Linked DNA regions of Zea mays: regions 1 and 3 are each linked to region 2. Evidence: chromatin contacts called from public Hi-C data. All regions are on one chromosome and are shown on one strand. The core of a region is the stretch at or near the end of the contact, and the rest is flanking DNA. Distances in the headings are between cores, read along the strand shown. Region 1 holds the start of LOC100303813 (putative magnesium transporter NIPA8). Region 2 holds the start of LOC100217023 (putative BOI-related E3 ubiquitin-protein ligase 2). Region 3 holds the start of LOC100276641.

Evidence for each region. Hi-C and Micro-C count contacts between places; a contact is called where the count stands out from the background.
Region 1: a Hi-C map of leaf shows a contact between it and region 2, with 5 times the contacts expected there. The contact joins the promoter of LOC100303813 here to the promoter of LOC100217023 in region 2. A contact is called at or near these places in 2 of 25 Hi-C or Micro-C datasets (leaf and tassel).
Region 3: a contact with region 2 is called in a Hi-C map of endosperm, with 2.7 times the contacts expected there. The contact joins the promoter of LOC100276641 here to the promoter of LOC100217023 in region 2. A contact is called at or near these places in 3 of 25 Hi-C or Micro-C datasets (bundle sheath, ear and endosperm).

The regions. Positions count from the first base shown.
Region 1 is chr5:170,183,223-170,185,922 of Zm-B73-REFERENCE-NAM-5.0, forward strand. LOC100303813 (putative magnesium transporter NIPA8) reads left to right here and starts at 1,343. Exons shown (of 14, transcript NM_001165443.1): 1 at 1,343-1,504; 2 at 1,783-2,097. The coding sequence starts at 2,005.
Region 2 is chr5:170,519,080-170,521,779 of Zm-B73-REFERENCE-NAM-5.0, forward strand. LOC100217023 (putative BOI-related E3 ubiquitin-protein ligase 2) reads right to left here and starts at 1,429. Exons shown (of 3, transcript NM_001143397.1): 1 at 1,311-1,429; 2 at 794-1,166; 3 at 1-701. The coding sequence starts at 1,372. The coding sequence ends at 204.
Region 3 is chr5:170,884,579-170,887,278 of Zm-B73-REFERENCE-NAM-5.0, forward strand. LOC100276641 reads right to left here and starts at 1,344. Exons shown (of 1, transcript NM_001174570.1): 1 at 2-1,344. The coding sequence starts at 914. The coding sequence ends at 420.

The DNA of each region.
Region 1 (2,700 bases), core at 93-2,592, 340 kb before region 2:
ATTTATATTGCATAAAAAACCACTTTGTGTCTTTGCATTTCGGGTAGTTCGGGTACCGAGTAACATTACTCGAACTACCCACAATAAATTTGAGTTTTTATTATTGCTACCCAAAATTGTGATTGGGTATTTCGAGTTCGGGTAATTCGGATTCGGGTTCATGATTCCAATATCGGTATTTTGCCCACCCCTAGTGCCAGGCACATTTAATGTGGCCAGTCGCTTATGACAGGTTTAGGATTCTGGTATTGGGTATTTTGCTCACCCCTGTGCCAGACACAATTAATGTGGTTAGTCACTTACGACGGGTCAGTCCTAGACCAGACGCGGAATCTACTCGATTGACTTCCTATCGATCCGTCTGACCTCCCTTCTCCGTTTCATCCGACTCTAGGATCATGCCCCGAGACTATCCGGAAGCAGGTCCTTTCGAGGCAGATCTTTCCTTCGTTCTTCTGCTGACTAGTTCAATATGATGCAACACATGATATGCGTTCTAACCATTTCAATTCTCCAACCTTTTCAAGTCCCCAAATTCTGAGGTCCACTTGATTTCGCACTTCATCTCTAGGATTCAAATTTTCTTGGTACTCTTCATGTTTAAAATGTTTTTCCTCTGGCAGCCAAACTTATGTGCCTCGTTCTCTACCATCTCGAGTTATTCACGGTGCTACTTTTTAAATTTGTTAGCACTTAACGATTATATGCTTGAAGATTACTATTACATTTTCTTAAAATTATTAGTCTATAATTAGTTCGAGTTTATGTGAACTTTAGAAATTTATAACGGTGTCCGGGCTTTAATTATAGACTAGACCAGCTCCGCCACGGTTGGAACCACAGTTGAAAGTGCAACGACAACGTAGAAAGCTGAACGAACCTCCTTCCCTCAAAGCCGGTGGCTTAGCTTAATTGTTCCTCAAAGCTGGCATCAGAATTTTGCAAATGAAGCAAAAGATGCTCCGACGACGGTGAAACGAAAGTCCAACCCCCAACCGATGCTGAGACCGACCCTTGTTCCACTCGCAGGACACTTCGATTTTAAAAATCCATTAAAATAAATGAAACCTTTTGAGCACCGAATTAATCCACATGGCCACGCAACAAGCTGTTGCGACGTAGCTGTTTGAAAACCGAGGCGTGAGACCCGCTGGCCGCTGCAAGCTGCCCTGTCTGTCTCTGGCTGTTCCCTTTCCTGGCCCCATCCTCCCGGGCCGCGAGATCGAGATCCGACGGCGCACGCGAATCTTTGCCTGCCCACCACCTCTTGTCCTCTTGTTACTTTTCCTTGTTCCATTTCCTTTCAGCGTGCGCGCTCTATCTCCCTAGCTCCCTCCCCTCCCGAGATCTCCTCTCTTCTTCCCTCCCTCCCTCCCTTCTCTCTTGGCGACGTTTACGCTCACCAGCGCCAGGTACGCGGGTCTTTTTCGGCCGAGGTCGCTGCCGCCCCACGCCAGGTGGTCAGGTCTTCTCCGGTCCCTTCGCCGGCGACGTGCACCACCAGGTACGCCCACCCTTTGGCCTTCCTTTCCTGCTGTGCGAAACCGAGCACCCAAACCCTAACTTGCTATCTGTATTCGGATCTGATCTGATTACAAACTTTATATGCATGCCTACGAGCTTCGATTGTTTTGCAAAAATTATCTGGGGTCCGCCCCCTGGTGCTACACATGCTCTTTGCCTCTTTGAATGCCTCCTGGAATGACCCTATCTTCAAATGACCATTGGAACAACATCTCGATTGTGTGTGTCTGACGATGACATTTGTGTCTTGTTTTGCAGGCTGAGCTCCACAGTGGTTCTTGCAGAGGTTTCAGGTTTGTAACAGACTGCTGGGGTGAATACACCTACTCAAAAAAAAAAAAAGAGAGAAAATGGGAAAGAGACAAAGTTCTCGATGAATTGAAGTCCATATGTCAAAAACAAGAGCAAGGAGCTGTTGTACAAGGGGCTTGTGGAAGGAGCATATCATATATTTGTAGGAGATAACTTTGCACTTGACTCATGGGCGATTGGATTATAGGGGCGTTGATAAACATCGTGGGAAGTGTTGCCATAAACTTTGGTACTAACCTTCTGAAGTTGGGCCATGATCAGGTGGATATTATATGTTTTTGAATTGTGCTCCTTGTTCTTACTTGTAATATACTTCATATATGTGTTCCAGTGAAAAGATCAAGGAGAACATACATGTGGGTGCCCTAGTTTGACCCATTTGGTCAGCTGAGGAGAAAACACCTTTAGTCTAAATCCATTTTCTTTTAAAAAAGAAAGCAAAAAAACTGAACCCTAGTAACATCCTTTTTTTTGTAACCAGATGACCTAGCCATTTCATCTATGTTTTATAGCCTTTATGAGGAAATGTTGCATTAACTGATTAGGATCTTCATTGGCTAGTTAGCTATTTCTAGTGCACCTGAAGGTACTGTTAACAATAAATTGTGCATTTGATGACAAACTGTAGGACAGTAGATCAAATATAGCTTGATTCCCCAGCCCAATTTCGGTAGCTTTGTAGCTAACCTTTGCTGTGGTATTTGAACATTGTCTACATTAATGCTTAACATCCTTTGAAATCAATGTGATTGTAGCTGTTTTTATGCGCAAAAAAAAAGAAGGAACAACCGTTTTATGGCTATGAGAAACTAGCCAGTAGATAAGAAGAAACAGGCACCCAATCACATGTTGAAGAGATCTTGC
Region 2 (2,700 bases), core at 179-2,678:
CTCTCTGTCTGTGAAGTGTAAGCATTAGATCTCCCAAACAATTGCACAGTAACCTCCAGCAGGGCGGTCAGCAGAATGATTTTCGCGCGTCATTTCTATCGGGCCCATGGATGTCCTCCACCACCTCTTCCACTTGGTTCTCGTTTCGTGATGCCTCCTTCAATTCGAAGCGAACGCGGTGGCACGGGCCATGGATGAATGAATCAGGAGAGGAGGACGTGGAGCGAGCCGTTCTTGGTGGCCGCGCACACGGGGCACGCCTCGCCAGCCGCCGCCTCGCACCCGCGGCACAGGCACAGGTGCCGGCACGGCAGCAGCAGCACGCACGCCTCCGCGTCGCCGCACGACCTGCACGCCCTCGTCCGCCCGCCGGACGCCTCGTCGGCTCCCTGTTCCTGCTCCACCAGGTCGAAGCAGCACGACTGCGCGTCCTCGACGTCGCCCTCGCCAGCGCATGGCGCCTGCGCCTGCGTGAGGCTGTCGAGCGTGGCGCGTAGCCCCGCGGCGACGCCCTGCCACGCCTGCCCCTCGGCCACCGTCTGCCGGAGCCTGTCGTCGAGCTCCGCGTTGCGCGCCAGCGCGCGCTCCAGCCCGGCCTCCGCCGCCCTCAGGCGCCGCGCCGCGCCGCGTCCCACCGCGGACAGCACGGCGCGGGCGTGCCGGCGCCGCGCGTCCTGGAGCCCTGCCTGCAGCCGCTCAGTCTGCGCCGCACAGACCAATCAATTGTTAGACCTCCGAACAAGGAGCATCGACAAGCGTTCCCCCGACAAAAAAAAAGGGTCAAGGATCCGACCTCGACGCGGAGAAGCAGGTCGATCTCGACGCTGTGGCGGTAGATGTGCGGGAGGAGGCCCTGCGACACTGGCGCGGCGCTAGCCGGTCGCTGGCTGGTGGACGCGGAGCCAGAGCAGAGCGCCCTGCTCTGCACGCCCCCCGCGGACGCCAACGCCTGCGGCACCGGGGGCAGCAGAGCGCGCTGGCCTTGCAGTTGCAGGTCCATAGTCACACGAGCGCGCTTCCTTGCGCCGCCGAGGCAACCTCTGCCGTGGCTGTTGCCGTTGCGGGTGAGGCCGCTGAGCGCCGTGTTGCCGCCAGCCGCGGGTGCGGGGTCGGCGTCGGCGACGAGGAACGCCGACGCGCTCGTGGCGTTGTCCAGCGCTGGGCAGCTGCGGAACAAGGCGAGCACGCGGGTGACGATGGGCGCAGCGGCGACGTTGCGGTGGTTTCGGCGATGGCGGACGGATTAATATAGATAGAAGGAGAAGATTAATAGGAGGAGCGGATTCAGGAGTCAGGACGACGAGACGAACCTGGGGATGGCGCGGAGGTCATGTGGGAAGGCGTGGGCGTGGTACTGCGCGTGCACGGCCATGGCACGAGGCGCGGGGGGAGGATGGTTTCCTACGCGCCGCGGCGGATCGGATCGATCACGTAGTAAAGCTTGGGCGGTGGGAGTGCAGTGGGACGACAAGCCGAGGGGGGCACGAGCTAGGCTATATATGGCACTCAGGGCGATGGAGACATGGAGTTTAGCGGTCAGCTGATGAGGAAGACACGTCGCCGACCCGGCGTGCGGCGGGACCATGAACAAAACACCCCTAGCTAGGCTACGTCAGATGCTGGATATCACACCACGGCAGCGCGATGCTCTCATGCGCTGATCTGATACCCTGCCTTTTCGTTTCTGTCCACTTTCTCTGTCCGCGCTTTAATAATTTTGAATCGCTTACCATCCATACCCGCCGGGCCTTAGCTTTGTGACGCAGCAATGGTGAAAGGACGTGGGGGCATGAGCTAGGGATGCCTCCCCTTTGGCTGTGCCCTTTTATGCTCCCTGTTCTTTGCTTTGAGGACAAGTGAAAGTGTGTCTATACACGGCTCACTTGTATTCATTCCGAGCGGTGGGCGGTGGCGCAAGCTAGTAAAAGGCCGCCTAAACCCAACCCAACACGACGCAATCGTCGTTTCAAATGTCCGGGACCGTTTGGATCACAAGGCAGTTGAATTATTATGATCCGAATTATATAAAGGATTATTATGGTCGGATAATGCTTCCGTTTGTAAACTTGTGCTAGATCACCATGCTTGGTACAACCAGTGGCGGGCACAGGACTAAAATTAAGGATGTGTTAGTATAACAAAAAAAATACTCCCTCTGACCTCTGTCCTAATATACAATTTGCTTTAACCTTTTTACTTTTATGTGCATATTTAAGTAGATGACAATAAATCTAGGCACATAAATAATTCACCTCAATCTTCACCTCTCTTCGACTATATGTCGTCTGGAGGCGTCTTAGGTGGCATACTGATCCCAAGATAAACACTAGGATTTCTCCTCTCTGACAGGTCTCTCTTGAGGGTCAGATCTAGGTGCTGTTGATGAACGCCACTGCCTCTGCACACATACGGACCGTCCGACCATCAGACGTGGATCGTCCAGCTTGACATAGAGAAGACCAGCTCGTGCTACAGGTCACATACCGTTCGCGCTGCCGCACAGAGCACCTATAGCTTGCAGTGATTGGCGTCCAGATCAGTGACGTTCTCAGTTTTGACTACCAAGAATTCATGGTAGCAAAGTTTCTCCATTTCAGACGACGATGGACCAAGAATTCAAGGCAACCTCATGTCGTACTCCCTGTTTCAGACGACTAGGAAATATATATAAGATGTACGTACTTTTGCTGAACAAAAGTA
Region 3 (2,700 bases), core at 94-2,593, 370 kb after region 2:
GAAAAAAGCTGAACCAAACAGGTACCAAACCGGCCACTGATTGAAGATCTTTTATGTACGGGTACGAACTCTTCACCGAAGAAACACAGACCATGAGTCCATGACCATCACACCACAGACAGAAGGACACAACAAGGGTGATGATACTTCAATACTAGTAGCACGTAGAATGGTAAAGAGAGGCAATTAATTACATGGAAAGGCATCCAGTTTAACCTTCTCCCCAAATCAGGATCCAGTTCACCAGTTGAGAGGAGCAGCGGTAGCAGTGGCAGGAGGAGGAGAGTCTCGTCTTGGCAAGGAAGAAGGCGGGACGGCCGGCAATCAGGAATTTAGAACCACAACCAGCACGAAGGGAGGAAACGGGTAGGGGGGAAGAGGCAAAACAGCGCGGATCACAACAAGAGGGAATAATAGCTTCACTCCTTTCCTTCTGACAGACTGACACGACAAGTATATCCCATCATCTTCTCACTTTCCCCACGCCTCGCCCGTCTTTGGCCTCGGACACTCACAGGGCCTCGACGGTGCGGGAGGAAGCGGAAGACGAGACGCCCTGCGCCGGCGCGGCGGGGGAGGCCGGCGGGGACGGGTGCGGGTGGCCGTGGCCGTGGCCCTGGGAGTTGGTGCGGTGGAGCCGGCACTTGAACGACCCGGCGTGGGTCGCGGGCGCGCACACGCACTTGGCCCCGCCGCCGCCGCCGCCGTGGCTGTGGCCCGCGGAGGACGCGGAGGAGAAGCTGCGCCGGAAGTTGCGCGGCGATGCCGCCGCCGCCGCCGCGCCGCCCGTCGGGGTCGTGCTGGTGCTGTGGCTGTGAGGGCCGTGGAACCGTCCCTCCTCGCCCGTCGTGTCCACGTAGTTGGACGCCATCGATCGCTTTTTCTTCCTCCCCGCTCTCTGATCTGCTGCACATGCCAGGACATAGGCCATCATCAGCCAGCGGCGCAACGCGACATCCAGAAGGCAAGGCAAGGCAAGCCGCAATACTTAAATGCGGGGGGAAAATAAATAAATTGAAATCCAGGAGTAAAGATCCTTGTGCGTAACGCAGCGAACGGCACAGGGAAACAAATTAACTGCGTTCGTAAATTCAACTTAAGAGGATGTTGCTGTATCCTCCACTACGACCGAACGAACCCAGGCTATCGTTCGTTCAGTGACGTCCCAGTTTTTACAGTTGCACAAGACTCACTTTCGGTTTCAGGGTTAACATAATATAAGCGAGATTTCTTAGCGTCTCATCAGGAGTACTACTAGTAGATAAGATCAAGCGAGGACAGGAGAGAGGAGGCTACCTACGGACGAAGACGACGGCGGCGGCGGCGGAAGAAGACGGCAGCAGGCTCACAGAGCGGCAAACTGCGTTATCCAGGCCTTGGCGCCCGTTTTATAGCCGGCGAGAGGTCAGAGCAGAGGTGCCCGCGGGCAGGCCGGGTAGGGGCTGCCCGGGAATCCCTCCGCCAACCCAACCCGTGGGCCCCTCGGGCCCACAGGCCATCGGCGCACAGCCCTTCACCCTCGCTGGGCTGGATCCAAACGAGGACGCCGATGCCCTCCGGTGCGGTGTAACCGCTGCCCCCCCTCCCCCACCCCGGATCTCGTCGTTTGCGCGGCAACGGATTTGGATCCATTCGGGCCCGGCGGAGAGGACACGCTCCTGGCCTGCTGCTACGTGCGCACTGCCTAGTTTTACACGCGTACTTGTGGGTATTGTACTCCTTGTATATCTTTACTGCTTTTATTATCTGCATCAGTTTATTCACTCGTCCACATATTCAAACTCTATTATACAAACGATGGACCAAAATCTCTACCGCGATCTTTCGCGGCGATGGAGACGGAGATTTTTCCTCCTATGCAAACAGGGAAGATAAGGATATATACAATCAAGATAGAGAAAAATATATCACAAGCTTGTACTGCGGGCTGCAGGCTGCAGCAACGTACGTACTGCCTACTTGGATCTCCTGCTCCACCGGTTTTTCAACGGAGCAATACAAGCGCCGTCCCGCTCTGACGCTTCCCGGGCCACTAGTACCGTCCCGCCGGTGACCGACGTACCGATCGATTGTGACTGTGTGGATGCGGCCTCCCCTACCCCGCACCGCAGTGACGGGATAGCCGGTAGCCACGGCGCCGCCACGACGCCGGACGGTGCCGAAGTCCTCTCCCACGTCTAGTGTGACGATAGGTTATATAATGTATACTATAAAATTTAAAGATCAATTTAGGATCAGATTTTATTTCTATTTTATTTTTCAACTAGAAATAATTTAAAACTTAATAAATTATAAAGAAACATTTAAATCACAATCTATTATCATCTCTACCACGTGAGGTCACTCTTCTACACGCGAATTTTAGGCCGAACGGGTCGGCAAGCCCCGATGGCTGCGCGCCGGCTTCCGCGTGGTCAGCAGGACGGTGAACCCTGGGTCCAAAGCCGCTCCTGCGAGCCACCACCAACGTCGATGGACGGTGCGTGGCAGGTGGCACCTCACGGAATCACACGGTCGGTACTCGGTGGGCGATGCCTCCTCCGCGGCTCCGCAGCGTCTCCGGATGCCTTCAGCCCGGCTCAGCGGCGCATGCGACTTCCTCGTCCTGACGTCTGATTTTCTGAGGCAGCCATCCAAGGCATGGGCTCATCACAATTCACAAGATGGAAGTTTAGAGTTGCCGTCCATCGTCGGACGCGT